2 separate regions of the Gossypium hirsutum genome follow, and region 1 is linked to region 2. The links are chromatin contacts, called in public Hi-C maps. All regions are on one chromosome and are shown on one strand. The core of a region is the stretch at or near the end of the contact, and the rest is flanking DNA. Distances in the headings are between cores, read along the strand shown.

Evidence for each region. Hi-C and Micro-C count contacts between places; a contact is called where the count stands out from the background.
Region 1: a contact with region 2 is called in a Hi-C map of leaf, with 3 times the contacts expected there. The contact joins the promoter of LOC107922937 here to the promoter of LOC107922981 in region 2. A contact is called at or near these places in 3 of 34 Hi-C or Micro-C datasets (hypocotyl and leaf).

What each region holds. Positions count from the first base shown.
Region 1 is chrA12:83,602,950-83,606,646 of Gossypium_hirsutum_v2.1, reverse strand. It overlaps LOC107922937 (protein S-acyltransferase 18), which reads right to left and starts at 1,672. Exons shown (of 8, transcript XM_016853142.2): 1 at 1,127-1,672; 2 at 922-1,035; 3 at 493-822; 4 at 186-253; 5 at 1-51. The coding sequence starts at 1,180.
Region 2 is chrA12:83,409,846-83,413,398 of Gossypium_hirsutum_v2.1, reverse strand. It overlaps LOC107922981 (transcription factor MYB4), which reads left to right and starts at 1,334. Exons shown (of 3, transcript XM_041082891.1): 1 at 1,334-1,710; 2 at 1,797-1,926; 3 at 2,033-2,872. The coding sequence starts at 1,578. The coding sequence ends at 2,678.

The sequences.
Region 1 (3,697 bases), core at 423-2,922, 190 kb before region 2:
TTAGCAAGACAAAAATCGTTAGAAGAATGACTGGTGTATAGTTTCTTTTGCCTACACAATTGTTCAACCACCGATATATAACATAAAAACAAGCAAATCTATATCAATAAACATAAATTGGTTCTAAAATTACACTAAAAACTTAAAAAGGAAACAAAAACTGACAGACCAAAATTGGTTCTTACCCTGAAATGATGATCAAAACCTTCAACACACTAGTTGCAAGTCCTACAATGCTTGCTATGTTTTTCACCTAAGATAAAGCATAGAAGAATGTAAAAGGTTTTTTTCCGATGCAATCAATCATTATAAGCACTAAACTAAATAACTAATTATAACTAAAAGAACCCATGCATTTACATAAGGTGAGACTCAAATCTCAAAGTCTCTAGGGCCTCAATCTTGCCATAGAGACAAAGCCTCATTAGTGTAAATGATAAATGCAAGTAGTGATTTTGTTTTTGTTTGGAAAGCTAGAAAAAGAGTGCAAACCTCAAAATCACATAGAGAACAATAAGAGATATTATCATCCTCTTTAACATCAGGTGAAACTGCATCATTTTTCATGACAAGGGGAAATGGTAACAATGGTTCCATTTGGAAATTGGTTTTCCATGGATCCAAATACTTCCTCCTTATAAAAGTCCTTAGAATCTTCTTCTCCAGCCTCCTAAAAAACCTTACAACAATCTGGGTCAATATGAATCCATAATTTGGCTTCAAAATCCCTTTAGATTTCCCTTTTATCTTCTTCTTAAAGCTGGTTTTATCAGTAGGATCAATAGCAGTACACCTAACAAACAGGAATATAACTGAGAATGCCTGTAAATGAAAAAAAAAAAACAAATCAACCCCATTGAAAGTTAGCAATAAGAAAACACAAAAAAGGGGTTCACATTTTTGGTTTGTGAAGATCATTACCACAAAGGAAAAGACCGTTGTGGTAGTGATTTCAGCTATTCTGTTCCCAAGCAAAAGCCCTAAAAATGTATAAAATGCCACAACTAGGAAACTAAAGACTGCCATTCCCACCATCTGAAAAAAAAAACCCAACAATTTTGATTTCAGCCAAAAAAAAACCGTAAAGAGTTCCAAAGCAAAAGACGGGTTTTTAACTTTTATTTACCTGTAAAGGATGGAGAGGTCGCTGCCAACCATGGCGTCTCATGATCCTCATCATGCTCTTAAAACTTTATTTTGTTTTTCAATTTTTTGAATACAAAACTAAAACAACAGCAGATTTTTTTGGGGTATTAAAGTAACTTAAATAAATTCAAGCTACTTATGAAACAATGCCAAAATCCATGGTATATGGTTTCAAAGTTGAAACTATGAAATTTCCTTTTGTTTTGCTTTAGTGAATATATGTTGGCTCTTGAATCCCCTCAAACGTTCGATTTTTGGAAAGGCGATTTGAAATTTGAATGGCGATTGTGGATGTAAAATCTGGCCCATCATCTAACGGCTGTAAATTCATCACCGCCATCATCATAATTTCTTTTTGGTTAAAATTTAGTCCCTCGACGCGAATGGACTTGGCACCCCGGTTCGATTCCTCTAGGCCGTAACACCAAAGCTTTCACGTGAAGGCTTTCCGTGCCGTTTTGACTCCAAATTTGAGGCTATTTTCAACCTTTTTCAAGGCTTAAAGTCCTAGCTATTATTGTAACCCTTTTTTAGGTAAAATAGACTTCATAAATAGGATTTTTTAGAGGGTTAGAAACAACTTTTACTTTTGTAGAGTTTTTAGCTTATTGTAATTTTTATTGTTTTTGTTCTTTTATTTAGCATTTGCATGTGTTTTATGTAATTATAAATATTCAGTTTTATTGAAAATTAGGTTCAAAATTTAGTTGCTTAGAATATTTGTGTTGTTAATTAAAATAATTAAATCTATAATTATTTAATTGATTCTAATGCTTGTAAGAAACAACGTAGTTTGATATAAGCTATGTATGCAATTTATATTGTGTGAACATGCAATCTCATCTAAGTAAACCCCACTTGTGTGTGTTTGTTGGTTAGAATTGGACCTCTCTTTCTTAATGTTATCAGTAAGCTAACTCCTCTGAGCAAAGTTGTAGGATTATTTATTGATAAGGGAAATCATTTCAATGAGTTTCCTCTTGGTTATTGACAATGTAAGGTTGTATGTGAATAGGGTTGTATACACAAACCTCAAACATGGATTGTAAAACAAACATAGAAAGTGCCAAGCAAACATGAATAGGATTGTATGTGAATAGTGTAGTTTCTTGATAACTTGCATATTTAGAGTTCTTTTAATTTAGTTTCCATAGTATCTTAGGAGGTAATTATAGCATTTAGATTAGTTTTTATTGCATTTTATAGTTTTTATTGGATTAATTAGATTTTATTTAAATTTTGTTCATTCCTTTTATCATTTTTAGATTTAGTTTAGATTTATTGGTTATTTTCCTTTTTCCCATTATAGGTCTTAGATGAAGAATGGAAGACTAGGAGCATATAGTAAAAAGTAGTGAAGAGAAGTCTTTCGCTCCACTGGATTTGATTCAGTGTGGTGGAGCATGCTCTCTAATTTAGAATTTGACAGTGAGTGTTTTGCTCTACTGCAATTTTTGCGTTCGGTGGAGTGGCACGATTAAAACCCTAAAAATAAGGGTGATGAGAGTTAAGAGGAAAAAAAGGAGGAAAAGAGTAGGAAAGAACAACTCTTTCATAAGAGTAACTTCAAACTTGCAAAGACAAGAAGAAAAAAGAGATCTGAAGCGCTCAACATAAATTCTTCAACTATTTTTTCTCTAGATTATTTCTTTTTACTTTTTTATGCAAGTTTGTTTTGAATCTCTTTTTGTGTGGTTTTCTCAACTCAATATGAATCAAACTCTATTTTCTTGGAATAAAGATGGATCCTATTTCTTATTTAATTAATTTATTTTCTTTTTGATTGTTTGATCTTTACTAATTATTTATTCAAGTTTGTGCTTATTTAATCTACTTACATGATCACCAAGTTGCATTAATTTGATAATCTTGATTTGTCTTGGAAGAGAAAATTAAGGTTTAGATCTAGACAAAATAAATTAGGATTAACTTCAGTAGTGCTAATGAATAAATTAATTTGCGGCTAGGATAAGAATATACATGATGTCCTAATCAACCTAATAGGTTTATTCTTAGTGACTTCACCTAACTTGCTTAGCATAGGAATATAGCTAGTGGGGAAGGGTGATTAACTTAGCTAGATATCGGAAGGGTCCAACAATGTCATTGAATCCTGGAATAATAATTACATAGATTGAACAATTGAACAAGAGATAATTGATTAACTGAGTTAGGTAAAGTTAGAGTTACAAGTCTTTAAAATTGATTGAGAAATTTAGAAATTTTCATTGTTTTAGTTTAATAAAATCTCCTTAATTAGCTTAGTTTAATTTAATAGTAATTAGAATTTATTTTATTGATATGGATTAGATAAAAATTGAATAGTTGGTACTTAGCAGCTTAGAATTTGATCATTTTGGGAACGATATCTTCTTATCACTTTATTACTTAAACGACATGTGCATTTGCATTACAAATTTTCACTCATCATTTATCGTTTAACTAAGGGGAAATGCTCCGATTACCCTCTAGCTTTGTCCTATTTAAAACATGTAGATCAAATTTTAAGTACATGCACACTTGTTACATAGACAAAGTTGATTTAGTCTTA
Region 2 (3,553 bases), core at 85-2,584:
ATGTCTATAGAACGTGTGAATTAATGCCTGCCCTGCCGTCAATGATCGGTTTGTTAATAATAATTATATTAAAGATTCCAACGGATTTTACATTTCAATGCGGGCCATGCCTTTTAAGACAGCTAATGATTTGGAATTTTGCCTAAAATTTGAAAAATTTTCATTATGCTCTTCAATTTTTAAAAAAAAAATTTAATTAGCTCCCTTCAATACTCTCAAAGTGTTTAAAAATTTTAACTAATCCCCCTCCCTCAATTTTTTGGCAAATTTCATTTGAGTTTTTTAAAATATTTATGTTTTTTGAAAATTATAACTAGTCCCGCTAAACTTAATGACACGTTCCACCATTAAAGTCTGAGCTTTTCAGGGTGATGTATAAAGTCATATTGTACCAAAAAGAATGGTGGGGTTGGGCTATAATTTTCCTTGCTGATAAACCTGATAGCTGTTGTTGCAGTTCATGTTACTGAAAAATATGTTGGTTGATTTCATAAAATACAAACTACGTAGTCACTTTCAATATTGTACATGTACATGTATGTATTTATATGTATATATGAAAAAGATAGCAGCTTTGCTCTGTTTCTCATTTATGGTGATTGTCCTTGTCAACAATGCATTTCCATTTTCAGATAATGATAAAGGGGGGAAATCAGGGGCCAAAATTTGTTTTTTATGGATTAGAAATGAATAAAAAAATTTAGGGGTTATACTAATAATTTCTTAAAAATTAAACCCCTTGTATGAAAATTTTTATTTTCGAAAGTAAACTACAATGCCTCCTTTCCCTCCATCCTGACGAAAAATGTTCGAAGCTAATCTATTGAGACTTCGAGATCCTTGAGATAAATTGTATAAAAACAGTTAATTTCTTAAATGGTCAAACTCTGGATCAAAGTTAACTATGGAATAGAGTGAGGGAATGTTTGCAACAGATAAAGGATTTTCGTGTGAATCATGTCTTGAGGCATAAAGAATTATGTGGTGAATAGTATGAAGAGTTTGACTATAACAATAGTTGTTGTATTGAGGATTTTTGAAGAACCTTATTGAACAGTGCATGACATTATGATGGCTGAGGTTTCTAGCTTAATGTCTGAAATTGGTTGATAATTTTATATTATATTGTACTCTTACTTATTATTGATATTATCTTTTTAAATTAAAACAAAATTAATAATTTATGGATGAATTTTTTATAATAAAAAAAAATGTCCCACCGGAGAAGACATCAATCGCAGTTCTTTTGGTGAGACACATGCAACTCGGGTTAACTCATCTCCGACCCCATATGATAGAATGATAATAAATAAATAAATAAAAAGAGGTGGGGGGGCTTATTTGAATGCGCCTTTTCTCTCTCTTATATATTAATTCGACGCCCTTTTCTAAGCAACATCTTCATTTTTCTTGCTTCTCCTTAACCAAAATCCACATCTTTCATTCTAATATGCAAAAAAGAAAACATGGTTGTTTGATATCTGACAAATTTTCCACCTAGGAATCAGTGAAGTGTGTGTTCTGTTCTGTCTGTATCTTTTTCTTATACTCATTGTAACTTTGGTCTGGTCTCAAAAATGGGAAGGCAATCTTGTTGTTACAAGCAAAAGCTTAGGAAAGGTCTTTGGTCCCCTGAAGAAGATGAAAAGCTTTTAAGGCATATTACAAAGTATGGCCATGGTTGCTGGAGCTCCATCCCTAAACAAGCTGGTAGGTACCATATACATATACATATATGTATGTATGCATGTATGTGTTGATGAATTGTTTATAAAAAAATATGGATGATTTGGCAGGGTTACAGAGGTGTGGGAAGAGTTGCAGGTTGAGGTGGATTAATTATTTAAGGCCTGATTTAAAGAGAGGCACATTTTCACAAGAAGAAGAAAATCTCATAATTGAACTTCATGCAGTTTTGGGGAATCGGTATATACATATACATATACATATACACACATATATATATATGTTTCTTCTTCTTCTTATTGGGATTTTTATGGAGAATTCTGGGTTTTTCTCGGTTTTCAATTAGGTGGTCTCAAATTGCTGCACGATTACCAGGAAGAACCGACAATGAAATCAAGAACCTATGGAACTCTTGTTTGAAAAAGAAGCTTAAACAGAAAGGCATCGACCCTGTCACTCACAAGCCACTCTCCGAGGTCGAAAATGGCGAAGGAAGTGGAAGCAACAAGCCATCTTTGGTGGGTCATCATCCAATTCATCAATATACATCGCCGCCCCCACCACCACCACAGCTCTCCTCTAACTGGTTCAACCCTGAATTTCCACCGCCCATGACCGCCTCTTATGGACCCTTATACTATGGAACCACCACCGGTGGCTCAGCCAATAACTCAACTTGGGGATTGGTTCAAACACAAACTGAAGAAGAAGAAGAAGAAGAAGAAGAAGAAACCAAATGGACTGAGTTTCTTAAAAACCCTTTATTAATGGCGGCTGCTTTACAAAATCAAACCCCACAATCTTATTACAATATCGAGATCAAATCAGAGCCTTGTTACTTAACGAATAGTTCATCATCATCATCAAACGATATGTGGTGGCCTCAGACCCGACAACAGCAGCTACCACTACAACATGAACCTTTACAAAATCCAGACATATGTGGTAAGGATATGCAGAGACTCACAGCAGCAGCTTTTGGACATATTTAGGGGTGTGTATGTACCCCAAAATTTTTTTTTTTTAAATTTTTGCCTTCGTTTTCATGTACATTGGTCTGATACAAAAAAAAAAATTTATCAATGTCTGTTCTTTTTGTACTATTTGTGAGCAAAACAAACTTTGTAGTTTGTTATTAGCCCTTTTGTTTCAATTTTCAATTTTCAAATTTGTTGTTGTTTTATTATTTTCTACTCTTGTTTGCCATTGTTGCCGATGATCATGTTTGTGCATTGAAATGTTGAATTTCCCTTCTTTTTTAATAGAGAAAAGAAGAAAGAATATGATTTAATATTTGATAGATTGACGGCCGGAGTTTTTTACATTATAATCAGATTTAAAAAGGCTTATTATTGTATATTTAAGAAATAAAAATATAATTTTATAATTCTCGTAAATTTAAAATTTAGTTTTTGTACTTTTATTTGTCTCAAAATTTTGTTTAGTTTCATTTATTTTTGTTTTCTTTGAAAATGGAATTTATTGAAGAAAATGTTGAAATTTTTAAAAATGATTTGAGGAAAATGAAAAATATGTGAAAATTAAAAAACAATTAAATTTTTTTATTTTTTTATTATAAAATGCTTTGTAAAAGTGAAAATGATGAAAACAATAATTTTTAATATCAAATTAATTGACTATGGTTCAAAGCCTTATAAACTCAAAAATATTTTTTTTCAATAGTTTTTCTAATATTAGATCTTGTACTTTGGTTTGAATCCATACAGAGTGTAAATTTTTTTATTTTATTTCGATTACAGAAAAATAGTTATTAAACATGTTTTTATGCTTCCATTATTAAAAACAAATTTTTATTTTATTTATCAAACGTGTTTTTCAATTTAAAAAAATAAAAAAATGAAAATAG